2 separate regions of the Gossypium hirsutum genome follow, and region 1 is linked to region 2. Evidence: chromatin contacts called from public Hi-C data. All regions are on one chromosome and are shown on one strand. Each heading gives the region's core, a stretch centred on a gene start, on an enhancer-like site or on the middle of the called end of the contact. The rest is flanking DNA. Distances are from core to core; before and after follow the strand shown. Region 1 has its middle 26 kb from the start of LOC107922051. Region 2 has its middle 36 kb from the start of LOC107921024.

Evidence for each region. A called contact is a pair of places that touch in the nucleus more often than the background predicts.
Region 1: a contact with region 2 is called in a Hi-C map of hypocotyl, with 1.9 times the contacts expected there. The contact joins two enhancer-like sites. A contact is called at or near these places in 3 of 34 Hi-C or Micro-C datasets (fibers, hypocotyl and leaf).

Annotation. Positions count from the first base shown.
Region 1 is chrD11:40,173,639-40,176,338 of Gossypium_hirsutum_v2.1, reverse strand. No RefSeq gene overlaps it. Among protein-coding and RNA genes, the nearest start is that of LOC107922051, 26 kb to the left of the region's middle. Within about 2 kb of position 1,303, at least 3 of the 9 cell types and tissues checked have an H3K27ac peak or open chromatin away from gene starts, as enhancers often do. A contact at or near this core is called in hypocotyl and leaf, where this site is marked.
Region 2 is chrD11:40,139,552-40,142,371 of Gossypium_hirsutum_v2.1, reverse strand. No RefSeq gene overlaps it. Among protein-coding and RNA genes, the nearest start is that of LOC107921024, 36 kb to the right of the region's middle. Within about 2 kb of position 1,536, at least 2 of the 9 cell types and tissues checked have an H3K27ac peak or open chromatin away from gene starts, as enhancers often do. A contact at or near this core is called in hypocotyl and leaf, where this site is marked.

The DNA of each region.
Region 1 (2,700 bases), core at 54-2,553, 34 kb before region 2:
TAATTTTTCATTTTTTTAACTATTGAATTTGCATTGTTTTTCAAACTACTTCAAAATGGATGAAAATGTTAATATTTGCTAACTTTGCTGGCATGACATACACGTGGATTGCCACGATAGCACTTTAACAATTAATTAATTTGTTAAAATTTAAAAATTATAAAAAAATTATAAAAATGTTTAAAAAATTAGAATTATTAAAAATATAAAAAAATATTTTTAATATTAAAAATAATTAATCATTACCTTGGCATACACATGACTTGTAGCAAACGTTAATTTTTTTTAACTATTTTGAGGTTATGTGATAAATAATATAAATTTAAGAACTAAAAAGAATAAAAAGAGCCAAAGTCGGAGGGCTAAAAAATTCATATGCCAAAAAATAAATGTAGGGCCAATTCTTCATTGTTTTTGAAAAGTGTTGTGAAAAAGTGATTTTGAGAAGTGCTTTTGAAAAGTTTAGTTTAAAATTTGAGTGTTTAGCATTGCTGTCAAAAAGTACTTTTGAGAAATAAAATGTTCATTTTAGACATATTATTATCAAGTAATAAATATATATTTAAATAATATTTAAATTAGTTAATATTATTATATTTTAGTAATAATATAAAAAAATTATTATAACTTGTTGTTAATATTTTAATATATAAAATATAAATTGTAAATATTTTTAATTAATAAATATTAATTATTTATAAAATTTAATTAGAATATATAAACTATATTTTAAATATTTAAATATAACCATTAAATATTTGTAATTAATATTTTAAAAAATATTTTTTATTTTTAATTAATAATTTTAACACAAATGTAATTAAGCACCAAGAAAAAAAAGAAAAATACTATGTTATTGGAGAGGTGAAAAAATAATTAAGCACTAAAAATACTTTTAGGAGAGGAAAAACTAAAATTTTTAGCTTCTCCTTTTCAGCTCCTTTTCAGAAGTGCTTTTAAAAAGTACTTCTAAAAAGCTAAAAATTTCAACTAAAAATAATTTATTTTTTATAACTTTTCCTTCAAAAACACTTTTAGAATCAAAAGTAATTTTTTTAAATAATGAAAAACTGGCCTGTAATAGGTAATACGGCAGTAGCACTGCACTACACTACACTAACCATGAGATCACAGTGGCATGCACTGTTATTGGCGCTCGTGTTATTGTAATGGAAAAACAAAGGCTGCCATCATGAACTGTTAATAATTTAATATTTTGTTACGGTATCTATAACTCTCTAGTCGGCGCGTTTACCACATTCCCCGACCAACCTTGTCTCGAAGCGCATGCGTGTTGGCACAAACGACAACTCAAATTTTCAAAAGACGCTACCGTCTCATTCCTGTTTACCCATCTGTCAATGGGTCCACTTTGACTCTACACCAATTCCCCAAATAATTGGCGCTTCCTTCTCACGCGCCTTCCTTCCTAGTAGCTTTGGAATTTTCTTTTCATCAATACTTATGGTTGTACTTGGCAGTATTGTACGAAGGAGCTCACATTTTATCTATCACCGTCCTTGATTCTCATTTCATTTAATAACATTTAGGAAAGCTCAATGCATATTTTACTATTTGAGTTCCAAATTATTTTAATATAATATTTGTATTGTTTTTTATTCAATGTAATATTTGTATTTAATAAAAAATACATATTTTGATATTTAAAAATAACAATATTACTTTTTAATATTTAATTTAAGTTTTAGAATTATATTAATTTAGTAATATCAACAATTAATTTTCATCAAATTAATTGTAAAATCTAAATTAAATCATATTTATCAAATTGTATTTGAGAAGTTAAATGTAAAAATTAAAAGAACTCACAATTAACACTAAAGTTATTCTATTAAAAATAATAAAGAATTCAAATTTAATATTCAATTAATTTTCATCAAATCAATTTTGAAACCCGAATTAAACTCTATAAAGTTAACATGGTTACTTTTGTGTACTAAAATATATAATTTTTGGTCAAATGCATATATTAAATTAAACAAAAAATAAAATAAATATAATATTAAAAAAACGTCAAACTTAAATACCAAATAATATACACCGTTATTATTGTCATCGGTTTATCTATTATTTAACAATAAATTTATTGTACTCTTAAAGCACGAATATGCCCTTATATATAAAGAAAAACTTAGACGGACATTATGGTAATATCATGTGGTCTTTTTTATTGGAATATAAGGAATAAAATTAATAGGTTAAGCTATGTTGTTAGTCTCTATACTTTGATCCAATTAAAATTTAGTTCATGTACTTAAAAAATTAAAATTAAGTCATTTTACTTTTTTATTTAAAGATCTCAATACAGTAATTAAAATTGTATGTATTTTATGTAAAAATTTGTCAATTTTGAATTTTGGTGAAGATATTCATGTATGACATGGCATATGATTACAAAATAAAAGTGACGAGTTAACAAATTTTGACAAAAACTACCAATAATGATAATGATTGGACTAAAACTTTTAAAGTGAAAAAAGTAAGAGGATTAAATTCTTAACTTTTAAATTTCAAATTTTATACAAGTACATTTACTAACAACATATTTTAACCACTTAAATAATTTATTTTGATCAAAGTCTTGGGTTTATTCCTCAAGTGGTTTTTTTGTGTAAAATTAAATTTCTTTCATTGATTCTTCACTCATTTGGTCTAATTCAGACCAATATCTTCTTGATT
Region 2 (2,820 bases), core at 287-2,786:
TTTACGTTATTTTTTTGTTATGAAGTGGTCACTCTACCGTTAAACTCTGTTACCTCCCTAACGGTAGTCCTACGTGACAGTCCAAATAGGTTTTAAATGCCAACTTGGATATCCAGTTGCTGGGATAAAAATAAATTTTTAATTAAATAAATTTAATTTGGATTGCAACGTAAGACATCCAAGTTGGCATTTAAAACTCATTTGGACTACTGTGTAGGACTATCGTTAGGGAGGTAACAAAATTTAACGGTAAAGTGACCACTTTGAAACAAAACGATAACGTAAGTGACTAAAATGTAACATTTCAAATATAAATGACTAAAATATAATTTAAGGCAAACAAAAGTGACTATTTTTACAATTTACCCAATTCTTTAAATAATGCATAATAATAACTTAATAAGAGAAAGAAAAAAAGGACCCCACACGTGTGGTAACATATGCACACAATAATTAGAGGCCCTAGCTTGAATGGCTGAGTGGGCCCACTGTTTTAGGGGAACAGGAAAAAATTAAGGAATGATTATAAAGAGAAAATCTAAACTTGATTTCTTCTTCTCATTTTTATCCTTTTAGGGATAGATATAATTTATTATTTTTCTAATGTCTTAATGATTAATTAACGTTGGAGTTAAGTTTAAATAGGGTTAAAAGAATGGACGATTTTCTTCGGCTTTTTTTTTTTTAAAATAATGGGTGCTATTCATGTTTATTTCATTATCGAAAATTGAGAATCAGATGAAGTGACAAAAGATTTATTCGGATTATTAAGTTTTTTCATTGCTTTTAATGATTTTTTATCGTTATTTTCTAAAAATGCTTTTTAGATAAAAATACATTTGAAGTCATATATATATATATATATATATTAATCAAACAATTTTTGAACCTAAAGGCAAAAGTTTTTTTATTTTATTTTGTCTTTGGAAAAACACACATTTTTAAATTTCTTTATAATTTAACATATTTTTATGTAATATTTATATTGGGTACACAATTATTTCGTTATTGAAATTTATTTTAAATATATAATATTATATATTTAAATTTGTAATGATTTAAAATATAATTTACATATTCAAATTAAATTTTACAAATAATTAATATTAATTGTTTAACAATATTTAAAATTTATATTTCATATAAAAATATTTAAAATGAGTTACCATAAATTATTTTTTAATTAACGGATTTGAATATTATTCAAATGTATATTTTTAATTCAGGATATTATGTTTAAAATAAAAATTTTAATTTTAAAAAGTATATTATATTTAAATTTTAAAGTAAAATTTTCAAAAATATTTTTTCACCATACTTTTGATGGAAAAGTAAATGGAAAACTAGCTGTTAGTTAAATCAACCTTGAAATGAATCCTGTACCTTTTAAAATAATAATTTTAGGAAAAAGGCAGCGAGTGGGTCTCTCAACTCTTTTTTGTCCTTTCTTGTTTAAAAAATAAATGTAAAGTACAAAAGGAAGGGAGATATGAAAGAAAAGAAAATGAATCAATGCCACACGAGGGAAAGAGAAAGAGATGACTACTGAAACTAGAGGGTCCTACCCCTCTAATTATTTTGCTATCAACACAAAGGCAGGGGGGAAATGAATCCTTTTCTCGTTGGCTACCACTTGTGATTCTAAGGCGTTATTAGTTTAATCTTAATTTTCAAGTCGTAATGGGTTATGAGCGATATAGATGGAATAGAATTTTATTGAAAATTTAAATGTAAATATTTTATTTCTGTTGTTGTAATTCAAATGACTCCAATTGTAATAATTTGATCTTAGTTGAAAGTGTTATAATAAACTAATTATTCGATTAGTTTTTTTTTGTTAATTATTTCTATTTCCCCCGTAAACTTCAACATCATTATGTTAATCAAGAACCAATCCAATCTATTATGTTTTTAAGTTTATGAAGAATTTAGGCGTAATTTATGTTGGAATATTTATAAGATTAAAACATGCTTTTTTAAGTTTTTCATTCTTCACATTTTTTGAATTTAATCACTTTATTTTAATTTTTAGGAATCTAGTTTCTTCACTTTCCAAATTTAAAAGTTTAGTTCAAATTGTTAACATCGTAAACATTTTTTTTAAATTTGTTGGGGCAATATTTTGAAATAAAAAAAAATTACTCACTTGGTGGTCATATGACCAATAAAATGATGTTGTAATAGACATGAATTCAATAGACGAATTTTAACAATGTTAACAATTGAACTTGCATTTTTAAATCTAAAGAGTAAAGGGAATAAATTTCTGAAAATAAAAGTAGAAGGACTAAATTCCAAATGTATGAAAAGTACAAATACTTTGAGCATATTTCAACCTGTTTATAATGTTTAAATAGTTACAAGTGAAATGTTACAAATGATAAAAAAATTATAACTTGAAAGTCATCAATTATGTTTGTTTGTTATTAAAGTTGTATCCTTTTGTTATTAATAAAGAGTTATTTCTGTTATGTGTTGCGAACAGAAAAAGTTAGAAGACTACAATAAAGAAAGTGTTCGTATTCAAAAGCGAATAGCACCAAGGTCCCAATGAAACGAGTTGGCAAACAAAGTTAGAGGTGAAAAAGAAAGAGTGGGAGGTCACCTAGGAGCGTAGCGCAGCCTAAAAACCTTGAGATGATGGTGAAGAGGACTTATGGGTGGCTTACAAACTTCTTTGACTCCTCTAACTCTTTTAAGGGAAGAAACTTTAGAGTAAGTTGGAAGAGAAGCTGTGGTGACTTTAAAGGCTAATGTATTATACACCAAAAGGGATAAGGGAAGACCCTAATGTGTCTTGCGAACTCCTTAAACTCTTTA